Regions from separate parts of the Zea mays genome. Here regions 2 and 3 are each linked to region 1. The links are chromatin contacts, called in public Hi-C maps. All regions are on one chromosome and are shown on one strand. The core of a region is the stretch at or near the end of the contact, and the rest is flanking DNA. Distances in the headings are between cores, read along the strand shown.

Evidence for each region. Hi-C and Micro-C count contacts between places; a contact is called where the count stands out from the background.
Region 2: a contact with region 1 is called in a Hi-C map of endosperm, with 2.4 times the contacts expected there. The contact joins the promoter of LOC100275429 here to the promoter of LOC100274255 in region 1. A contact is called at or near these places in 3 of 25 Hi-C or Micro-C datasets (ear, endosperm and tassel).
Region 3: a contact with region 1 is called in a Hi-C map of leaf, with 4 times the contacts expected there. The contact joins the promoter of LOC100273588 here to the promoter of LOC100274255 in region 1. A contact is called at or near these places in 2 of 25 Hi-C or Micro-C datasets (leaf and leaf mesophyll).

Annotation. Positions count from the first base shown.
Region 1 is chr5:183,130,881-183,133,887 of Zm-B73-REFERENCE-NAM-5.0, reverse strand. It overlaps LOC100274255, which reads right to left and starts at 1,583. Exons shown (of 9, transcript NM_001365843.1): 1 at 858-1,583; 2 at 188-694. The coding sequence starts at 944.
Region 2 is chr5:182,795,878-182,798,884 of Zm-B73-REFERENCE-NAM-5.0, reverse strand. It overlaps LOC100275429, which reads right to left and starts at 1,617. Exons shown (of 6, transcript NM_001196684.1): 1 at 1,456-1,617; 2 at 1,304-1,361; 3 at 1,001-1,076; 4 at 809-904; 5 at 461-700. The coding sequence starts at 691.
Region 3 is chr5:183,442,820-183,445,826 of Zm-B73-REFERENCE-NAM-5.0, reverse strand. It overlaps LOC100273588, which reads left to right and starts at 1,572. Exons shown (of 2, transcript NM_001148005.2): 1 at 1,572-1,988; 2 at 2,080-3,007. The coding sequence starts at 1,664.

The DNA.
Region 1 (3,007 bases), core at 334-2,833:
TATTGTATGAAATTAAATGAAACTAAACTTCATTCACATCGTCCCATGTGTAGGAATGATGCCTCCCCTCCTTCAGTTTTCTGCGTGAAGCACTATCAAGCATAGGTGTGAGGACCGAAACTATATACTATGTTACATCAATGTCGTTCAAATTCATCTTCCACACCCTATACAATTAGAAAGTCACCTGATAATGATTCTGCACCGTTCTGATGAGCAGGGGCGGAGGGCCCGTTATGGCCAAGTATGGCCCGCGCCATACCTCAACTCGGCCCAGTAAAAAAGTGAAATCTAGGTATTCAGCCGCCCAGCCCACGCAGCCCGCACAGCACAGCCGCCGCAACACAGCCGCTGCAGCACAAGACGTCCGCTCGCGGCTCGCCCGGCCGGCCGACCGCCTGTCCGTCCGCGGCCGCCTGCCCACCTCCGTCTCTGGCTTCTGCTTCCTGCGGGCTGCGGTCTTGCCTGGCTGGTGGCTGCCTCTGCCTTCCTGCTGTGCGCGCGTGCTTGTCCGGTTGACCCGTTGGGCGTTGGCTGGCCGGCGGCCGCACGGCCGTGCTCCACCTCCACTGCTCCACGGCTGCTTGCCTGCTTTGCTTTGCTCCGCCTGCTTCGGATGTGCAGCCCGTGCTCCACTGCTCCGCCTGCTTTCTTTTGCTGCTTTCAAATTCGGCTGCTTGGAAAGCCTGCTGCCCTGCAGTTGCAAAGCCTGCTGTCAAAGTCTCCTAGACAAAACTAAAATAATTGCTTATTTAGCATATAATCTACAAGGGATTCTTCATCTAAGATACTTTTTGATGATGTTTTTATACTAAAATTTTATTTTACTATAAGATATGTCTTTACCATTGCCATACCTTAATTTTGGGTCGTGCTCCGCCACTGCTGATGAGTGATGACTGTAACACCACGCCTGTTGTTTGAATAGTCACTGATGCCCGCATTATTAACGAGAAATCGAGCGCGTCACCTAGATACGCCGAAATAGCGAACAAGATGCACCTAATGCTAAGCTAGGGTCACATGGAGCCCACGCGGCCATGCATCTGTGTTATTGGGCTAATATCAGGCGATTTCGAGGGAATCGCTGGATGCTTGCTCAAAGAAACACCAAAACCGAGGAATCCAGATAACCCGACATTCGTGCTCCCGAGCTAGACTACAGCTCCGCACAGCTCGAGCGCGATGCGCAGATCACCGCGATCCCGCGCGCATTGACACGGCCAACGGAAACAATCCCCACTTACCACGAAAAGTGCAGGCCCGGCTACGATCGCATCCCTCCAAGACGAGCCAATCTAACCACTCCCAGTCTCCCAATGCCCTTTGTTCTTTGCCGCTAAAGCTCGTCGAACCTCGGTAAGGAGGCGCACCACTAGATCGGAGGTGGAGGCCCGCTATCTCCGTCGGCTCCGGCACTGGCGGCGTCAGGTGCGGAGTGCGATCTCGTCTGGAGATTCGGCGCGCCCGGGCGCACTTTGGCGAGTCTGACGGGAAGGAAGGAGGAAGGAAGGAAGCAGGAAAGGGTCGAGACGTGGAGCGGTGGAGACATGGCGATGACGAAGGTGGCCGCTGGTGGGGTGTGGACGTGTGGTCAGTGGTCACAACTCACAAATATATTTCTTGTTGAATGTTTTTGCTGCCCTTCCTCCTCTATTTTTCCTTTCTGTTTTCTGTGTATAGTTCCGAGAGGTATATATGGTTAGGGCCTGTTCGGCGGCTCAAGAATGAATCCAGACTAGGGACAGTTACAAGCCAGGATTCAGTGGATCCGACCCTTTCACTTGTTCCGGACATGTAATTAATACGGCTGGAATAAATCAAGAGAAGCAATTTTTATCTGTTTGGTAGCAAAGGATTGAATCCTGTCACTTCAGTTGAAATCAAATTTTCAGCCACACACTGACAGCGGTAGTAGGCGATGTCGGACCACAACAAAAAAATTGTGATAAATTTTTTTTATCCAACTCTGGTACGATGAGAGTAACGTTCAGATACCTTGCGATGGTTACCATGTCACAAATCTGTCTCAACAACAACAAAAATAGGTGGAACCTTGAGGCCTGAATTTTCAGTATTCAGACAACGGTTGGAATTCAGAAAGGGAGAAAAAAATCTGATAGATGCACGCTCGGATTGATACACATTATTATAAAGCTTAATGATGGCAGAAATTCAGAGATGTAACTTGTGGTAGTTGTATTTAGATTTCGATACACAATGCTTACTGCTGCTCGCATCTGGTTAAGCCCGCCGTTGCAGGAGACCATCAGATAGCCATTGTTCCTGTAGATTCCTGCACGTAGTATTGGTAAAAATCAAACGATCGTCCATGCTCTCCTTGACGTAATGCGTAGGTACATGAAGTCATGAAAAATACATGGAGCGGTCAAATGGAATTAATCTGCAGAGCTAGGCCGGCAAATAAATTGGCCGGTGACTAGACAAAGCGAACACAGAATTGAATTGGACTAGAAATAACCTACATCGAATGCGTACACTGCAGCTGAAATGGGAAAGAATAGACAATTCAAAGTTCACCGAGGGGGGAGGTTGGGGGGAGAAGTGAAAGGGAAATGTGCCCTTGGGCCATTTCTAAGTATTTTGGTGGTTTAGTGTCCAACACAAGTGCCTAGATGTAAAAAGGTGGACAAAGTACAAATCAAGGATAAAGGTATGTTTCTCAGACTTAGTACATTGTTTTAGAGACTAATGTATTGTGTCTAAGTGTTGGAAACAGGAAAAGACCAACTAGAAATGCCTTGGCTCGAGCAGCCAAGACTTTGCTGAGTCTGGGAGCACCGGACTGTCCGGTGGTGCACCGGACAGTGTCCGGTGCGCCAGGCTGGCTTGAACGAACTCGCTGCTCTCGGGAATTCACCGGCGACGTACGACTATAATTCACCGGACTGTCCGGTGTGCACCGGACTGTCCGGTGAGCCAACGGTCGGCCGCAAAATCCGCGCGCGACACGTGGTCGAGCCAACGGTCGGAAGGGGGCACCGGA
Region 2 (3,007 bases), core at 368-2,867, 340 kb after region 1:
AACGCATTCATTATGTACCGTAAATTGTATATGTTAAATATTTTTTCTATAAACTTGAGCAAAGTTAGAAGAGTTTGGCTTAGGTCAAAACTAAAGCAACTTAATTTTGAAAGAGGGGAGCATCAGACCTTTCTCTAGTTTTAAGCACATTCATATTGCTGACTGCATAAACTGAGAACAGCAAAATCCAATCAAATAAAACAAAAGGGTGCTGATTGGCCTAACAAAATCATCGCTAATCCATTTGAACTACAACAACTTTTATGTTAATCACTGGATTAAGCATAAAAGATTTGCTTAGCCTGCAATTTCATGCTACTGTCATCCTCAATCAAATCATGGTTACACAATATTAGTTCTAGCATGGTGAAGTTTATGGCATAATATTAGCACAGAACATACACAATATTAAAGAAATTTATGGAACATCCAAATACAGTCTAGGGAAATAGTTCACCACCTTTACGATTGATGTGATGTCACGGAGTGGGACCCTTGGGTACCAGTCAGGTAGGGGGCTTCTCCTCTTTGGTTTAGCCCTCGCTGCAGGTGTTCGGACCCGTCGAGCCAGCGGCTTGGCGGCGCCCTTTGCCTGGGAAGTTCCTGGTGATGCCACCCTTCTCCTGATAAAAAAACCACCAGCAGAGTTGCTGGCGAGCGCCGGCCTGCTGGCAGTTCTCAATTGAGGCATCTTGTAGTCCTGCGAGAAGTTTGTGTAGCTCATATCGGTGAGACAGTGATTCAAGAACCAACCAGACAATGAATCAGCACATCAGTAAATGGACCAAGAAACCATAAATTTTCTTACAGTTCTGCTCTCGTTCTGCCCAGATTTCTATTGTTCTTCTCCTGGATCTATGCAACGAATTCTTGGTGCCCCGGGCACTGTTGCTCTTCCCTTCCCCTGGAGGCGTGAAATATTTTTTTTGGATGAAATTGCCAGATTGTCAAGAAATATTCAGAGAGGACGTGAGCAACCTATTCACCAAATTCTACGCACCTATTGGCTATTGCTCGGTTTCCGCCTCTCCGTGATTTCTCCCAATGTCAACGCGATCCCTACGAGTCTAGGCCACCTGCAAGAAAAACACAAGGCAAACAAGAGCAACAGTTCAGACAAGAGCTTCAAGAAAACCATCAAAACCATGCAAATCCCAGCCGCTCTACTCATATTCCCCATCCTTGGCAGGTATTCGAACCAAAATAACCAGTCAAACACGTAAGAACAAAGAGACGGAGGCTGAACCAACAAAATCCCACGAAAGAACCAACCAAACCCCCCCTGCTGTCCTTCGATTCTCACCTCGAACAGGTTCCCTCAGCTCCTGATCCCGCCTCCGAATCCTTACCTGTCCGCAGATCTGTGGTAACAGAACCAACAAAGAAGAATCGAATCACGAACCGCCCGAAAAGATGCAAGAACATATCCACTGGAGAACAGCAAAGGTTGCTCACGATTTTCGCTCCGCTCCTCTCCGAGCCGCGGCGATCCGGCCCCCGCGACGGCTTCTTGATACGATAGGACCCTGCTTGGGGTGTGATTTCTGGGTAGATTCCCTAGGGTTTGAGCCTGGATGGAGATGGCTACTGGGTACTACTGGGTACTGGGCTACTGGCTACGCTGCTACGGTCTCCGGCTATTGAGCGGGATGTTTAAACCTATTTGAAATGGCGAAGGAGAGATAACCGGTGTACCGTGTACGGTGCCTTTGGTGGACCCCGAGTCACATCTGGACGTTCGTGTGGCGAAGTGCAACGGCCAACGGGCAGTGATGGATCCGGTGTATGGACCAAGCGCGTGCAGTCGAAACGAAATTGTGGGTCTGAAATGGCATTCGCGGACACCGAACAGCGGGCCGGTACGCCGGTATACAGCGCGGTTGGTGGATCGAGATCGCGGCGTGGCGTGGTATGATATATGAATTTCGAATTTTTGGACAGTTGCCCGTGCGGAGAGGTATGTAATAGGTATTACTCGTTTATATTTATATTTATTTTTTATTTGCATTTAGATTTAATACGGATATTATCAAATTGTGTTGGATAAATATTAAATAAATATCAACATCTTAAATATTCAATTTTTATTACGGATACAGATATATAATAGGTACAGATTAGATACTGAATACCGGATTCAGATACGGACCAGATCTCAACCCTTTTATATGGATCGAATTCGAATACTTCTACTTTCATACAAGTCCTTTGGATAATGTGAAATATTTTAAGTTTTTGAATGGCGCAAAATAAACTTTGTGGGCTTGAAACAGTGGAAGTGAGAACCAAATTGCATCATCTTCCTTAGCGGTGTGCTATGTTCCTGTTTCTTGGTTTACATTAAGCACATGTTTCGCCAAGTTTTTTATGTTCTTGGTGTTATGGTGTTAGCTATAATTGCCTGGTTTTTGGCCTAGGTGTGTTGGAAATGTGACTCCACTAATACATAATTATTATTGAAAACTCTGAGATATCTCTCTTTGTTAAACCAACTTTTTTTGTTTGTATAAACCTGAGTGAATACTAGGTTAAACATGTTATTTGTTCACATGTACTGAGGGTGCTCAATGACTTTACAGTCTTGCAATCTTATCTAGTCAAAGAACATGAACGAGATTGTGCACACTCATGGGGACTCAGAAACCAGATTAGTATTTGGCGATATCCAACAATGTCAAAGGGTACGCCGCAAGTTTCTTCAGAATTCAATTAAAAGTTCCTTTTTTGCACGTAAACATAGTACCACATCTATATCTATATCTATACTACTTATTAAGAATGTAAGAGTAGTCTGCCGTTCTGCCCTCCCCCGTTCCGCGCGCAGAAAAAAAAAATTCAAACCGTGGCTACCCAGGGATCAAACCTTGGATCTATTGAGCAGAATGCCTAGTCTTCCACCCTCTAGCTAACATGACTCATGTTGAATTGTGTACAACTTCAACTAAGACGTCTTTTGTGTTTAACCCACCATCCACTCTGTATGCTCGCTAAGTCTAGAAAAACATTT
Region 3 (3,007 bases), core at 323-2,822, 310 kb before region 1:
CTACTTTTATGACGACGATCGTTTTTTGTGTTCATGTTGGTTTTGAACTGTTTTCACCAAAACGATTCTTATAAAAATAGACTGAAAAGATAGACGTTTGACGGTCCACAACACCTTCTAGGAAGCTAGAAATAAGCCCAAGAAAACACCCTAGTGTTGTTTCTATGGACTCCAGCTTCTGTACCGTCTATCTTTTGGCGGTGATTTTCCTTGCACGGAATGGTTCACGCTTCTCTCATCGTTCTACCAACCATCCCTATCAGCTCAGCTCCCTTGAAATTACTGGAAAGATAGGGATGGTTGAGAAGTTTTTTTATCCTTTAGTATTCAGAAAAATGACGAAGCAAGCGTTTTAATTTTTTTGACGATTTTTTATCCTTTAGTAGTCTCCCCTAGCAATCATCAACTTTAAAATTATTATATAGTCTCTTGCCACTACATATATGCTTGTTACTGGTTACCCCCTGCAGCCAAACACATACACACTAAAAGTAATAATAGAGCCTCTTCTGAATTTAAGTAAGAGCATATTCCTGCATATCCTTCTGCTTTGCTTTTTTCTTATTGCATAAAACTCTTGTCCATCTCCAAAGAAGAAATTAACTTAACATGGGAAAATCATTTGGTTCTAATTAACCTAGCTGCCAAATCATCTCTGCTAAATCAACTAGCCAAGTTTTCAAAAGCTATTATTTATGTACAACACTGCCTTTTGTCATTCGCCCTACCCCATGCGCACACACACTGAAAGTAAACCTCTTCTGAAGTTAAGTTAGAGCATATTGGAGACACCATATACCCCACAAATGAATTTGAACATGGACTGCTTTGGACAAGATCAAGTAAATACCATCAATGTTCATAATAGTAGTAAACTAAACTGGAAAGCAAAGAACTATTTTGCAACAAAGATTTTTCAGTCATCTGAATAGATATATAGATAGTGTTTCAACATTCCCTCACCAAACAAATGCTTAGATAAAATCAATGCATGCAGTGACTCACGATGAAACGATGCGTCCAACCAATTAGAGGGACAATGATGTTTGTCGTTCTGTATATATGTTTCATACTAATTTTTTACTCCCGTAGCAACGCACGGACATAGACCTAGTAATAAATAAAGGAGATAGAGTTTTGGATGTACATTATATGCATTTTTTCCCTTCCTTGAGCACACACATGTATAAAAAAACCAATTGTCATGGATAAATTCCCTAATAAATAATGAAATAAAATGAAAATAATAGTAAAATAAAATATTGCATCATGCTGGGACTTTTGTTTGTGCACTTGAATTGTGTGTGAAACTCATGAACAATTCATAAATTAAATACCAAAATTCGAAATTGTGAAAGAAATTCAAACAGAAATAAGAAAAACAAGAGAAAATGCCTGTTGGGCCTCAACTTTGTTTCTCGGCCCACCAACGAATTACACCCGCGGCGGCCCAACTCCCGCTCTCGCGCAGCCTGGCGCTGACAGGCCGGACCCGCGCATCAGTCGCACCCTCCCGCGCCGCGTTTTCTTTCCCGGTCACTAACTGGTGGGCTCCGCTCGCCGAGGGCGTTCACAGTCACCGTTGCGTGGGACCCAGGCGTCAGCCCGCCTTCTCCGCCAGGGCCGTTGCAATGGCGCCCGGCTCGGGCGTAACCACCCGCCGATGCTGGATCTCGCCGAGGATCCGGCGCCGCGGACTTCTTCCCCCTCGCATCTCTGTGCTATAAGACCGCCTTCACCAGCCGCCGAACTACCACTTCTCTGCCTTCGTGAACCACCGCGAGAGAGAGAGTCGAGATCCGTCGCTGCCGTGCGAACCTTGGGCTCAATCGATTGGGTCAGTGGGGTTCGGCAACGCTCGAGAGAACCGGCCGTTGTATCAACGGGCGAAGTGGTGATCGGAGCGCGTGGCGATTTCATGCCGGAGTCGGAGCTCCGCCGCGGATTCCGCTGCGCCCCGCGGGCAGACTACTTCGCAGCTGTCGCTGGTGAGAAAACCCTTTCCAACTGTTTGTCGCATTCTCCCCTACGTGCAGTTCGTTCGTATCGGGGATTTGAACGTTCCTGTGTCAAGGTCAGGCCGCGACCACGTCGTCATCTTCCCTTTCATGGCGAAGGGCCACATGCTCCCGCTGCTCCACTTCGCCACGGCACTCTCGGCGCAACACGGCAGGCTCCGCGTGACCCTGGTCACCACCCCGGGCAACGTGGCCTTCGCCCGGAGCCGTCTGCCCGCGTCGGTGGGCCTCGTCGCGCTCCCGTTCCCGTCGTTCCCGCCGCTGCCGGAGGGCGTCGAGTCCACCGACGCCCTCCCGTGCCCGTCGCTGCACCTGACGTTCATGCAGGCGACGGGGCTCCTGCGCGGGCCGTTCGCCGAGTTCCTGGCGTCGCTCCCGTCCCCGCCGCTCGCGCTCGTCTCCGACTTCTTCCTCGGGTTCACGCGCCGCGTGGCGGCCGACGCCGGCGTCCGCCGCATCGTGTTCAACGGCATGTCCTGCTTCGCCTCGGCGATCTGCAAGGCGCTCGCTGCGAGCCCGCCGACCAGCTTCGAGCCCGGGACCATGATCCAGGTGCCCGGCATGCCGGAGCACGTGGCGGTCAGGGCGGAGGAGGTTCCCGATGGGGTCACCAAGAGGGCCGACCCCGACAACCCGTTCACGCGCTTCTTCATGGACGAGATCGGTGATTCGGACGTGCGCAGCTGGGGAGTCCTCAGCAACAGCCTCGACGCGCTCGACGCGGCCTACGTGTCGGCCTTGGAGTCATTCTACGAGACGGGCGCCCGTGCCTGGCTCGTGGGCCCGCTGTTCATGGCCGCCGGCGACATGCCGGACGGCGAGAAGAAGGAGCAAGACCCCGAGGGCTGTCTCTCGTGGCTCGACGAGAGGGCGGCGCATCCGGGGTCGGTGGTGTACATCTCGTTCGGGACGCAGGCCCACATCACGGACGTGCAGCTGGACGAGCTGGTGCACGGGCTGGTGCAGTCCGGCCATCCCTTCCTCTGGGC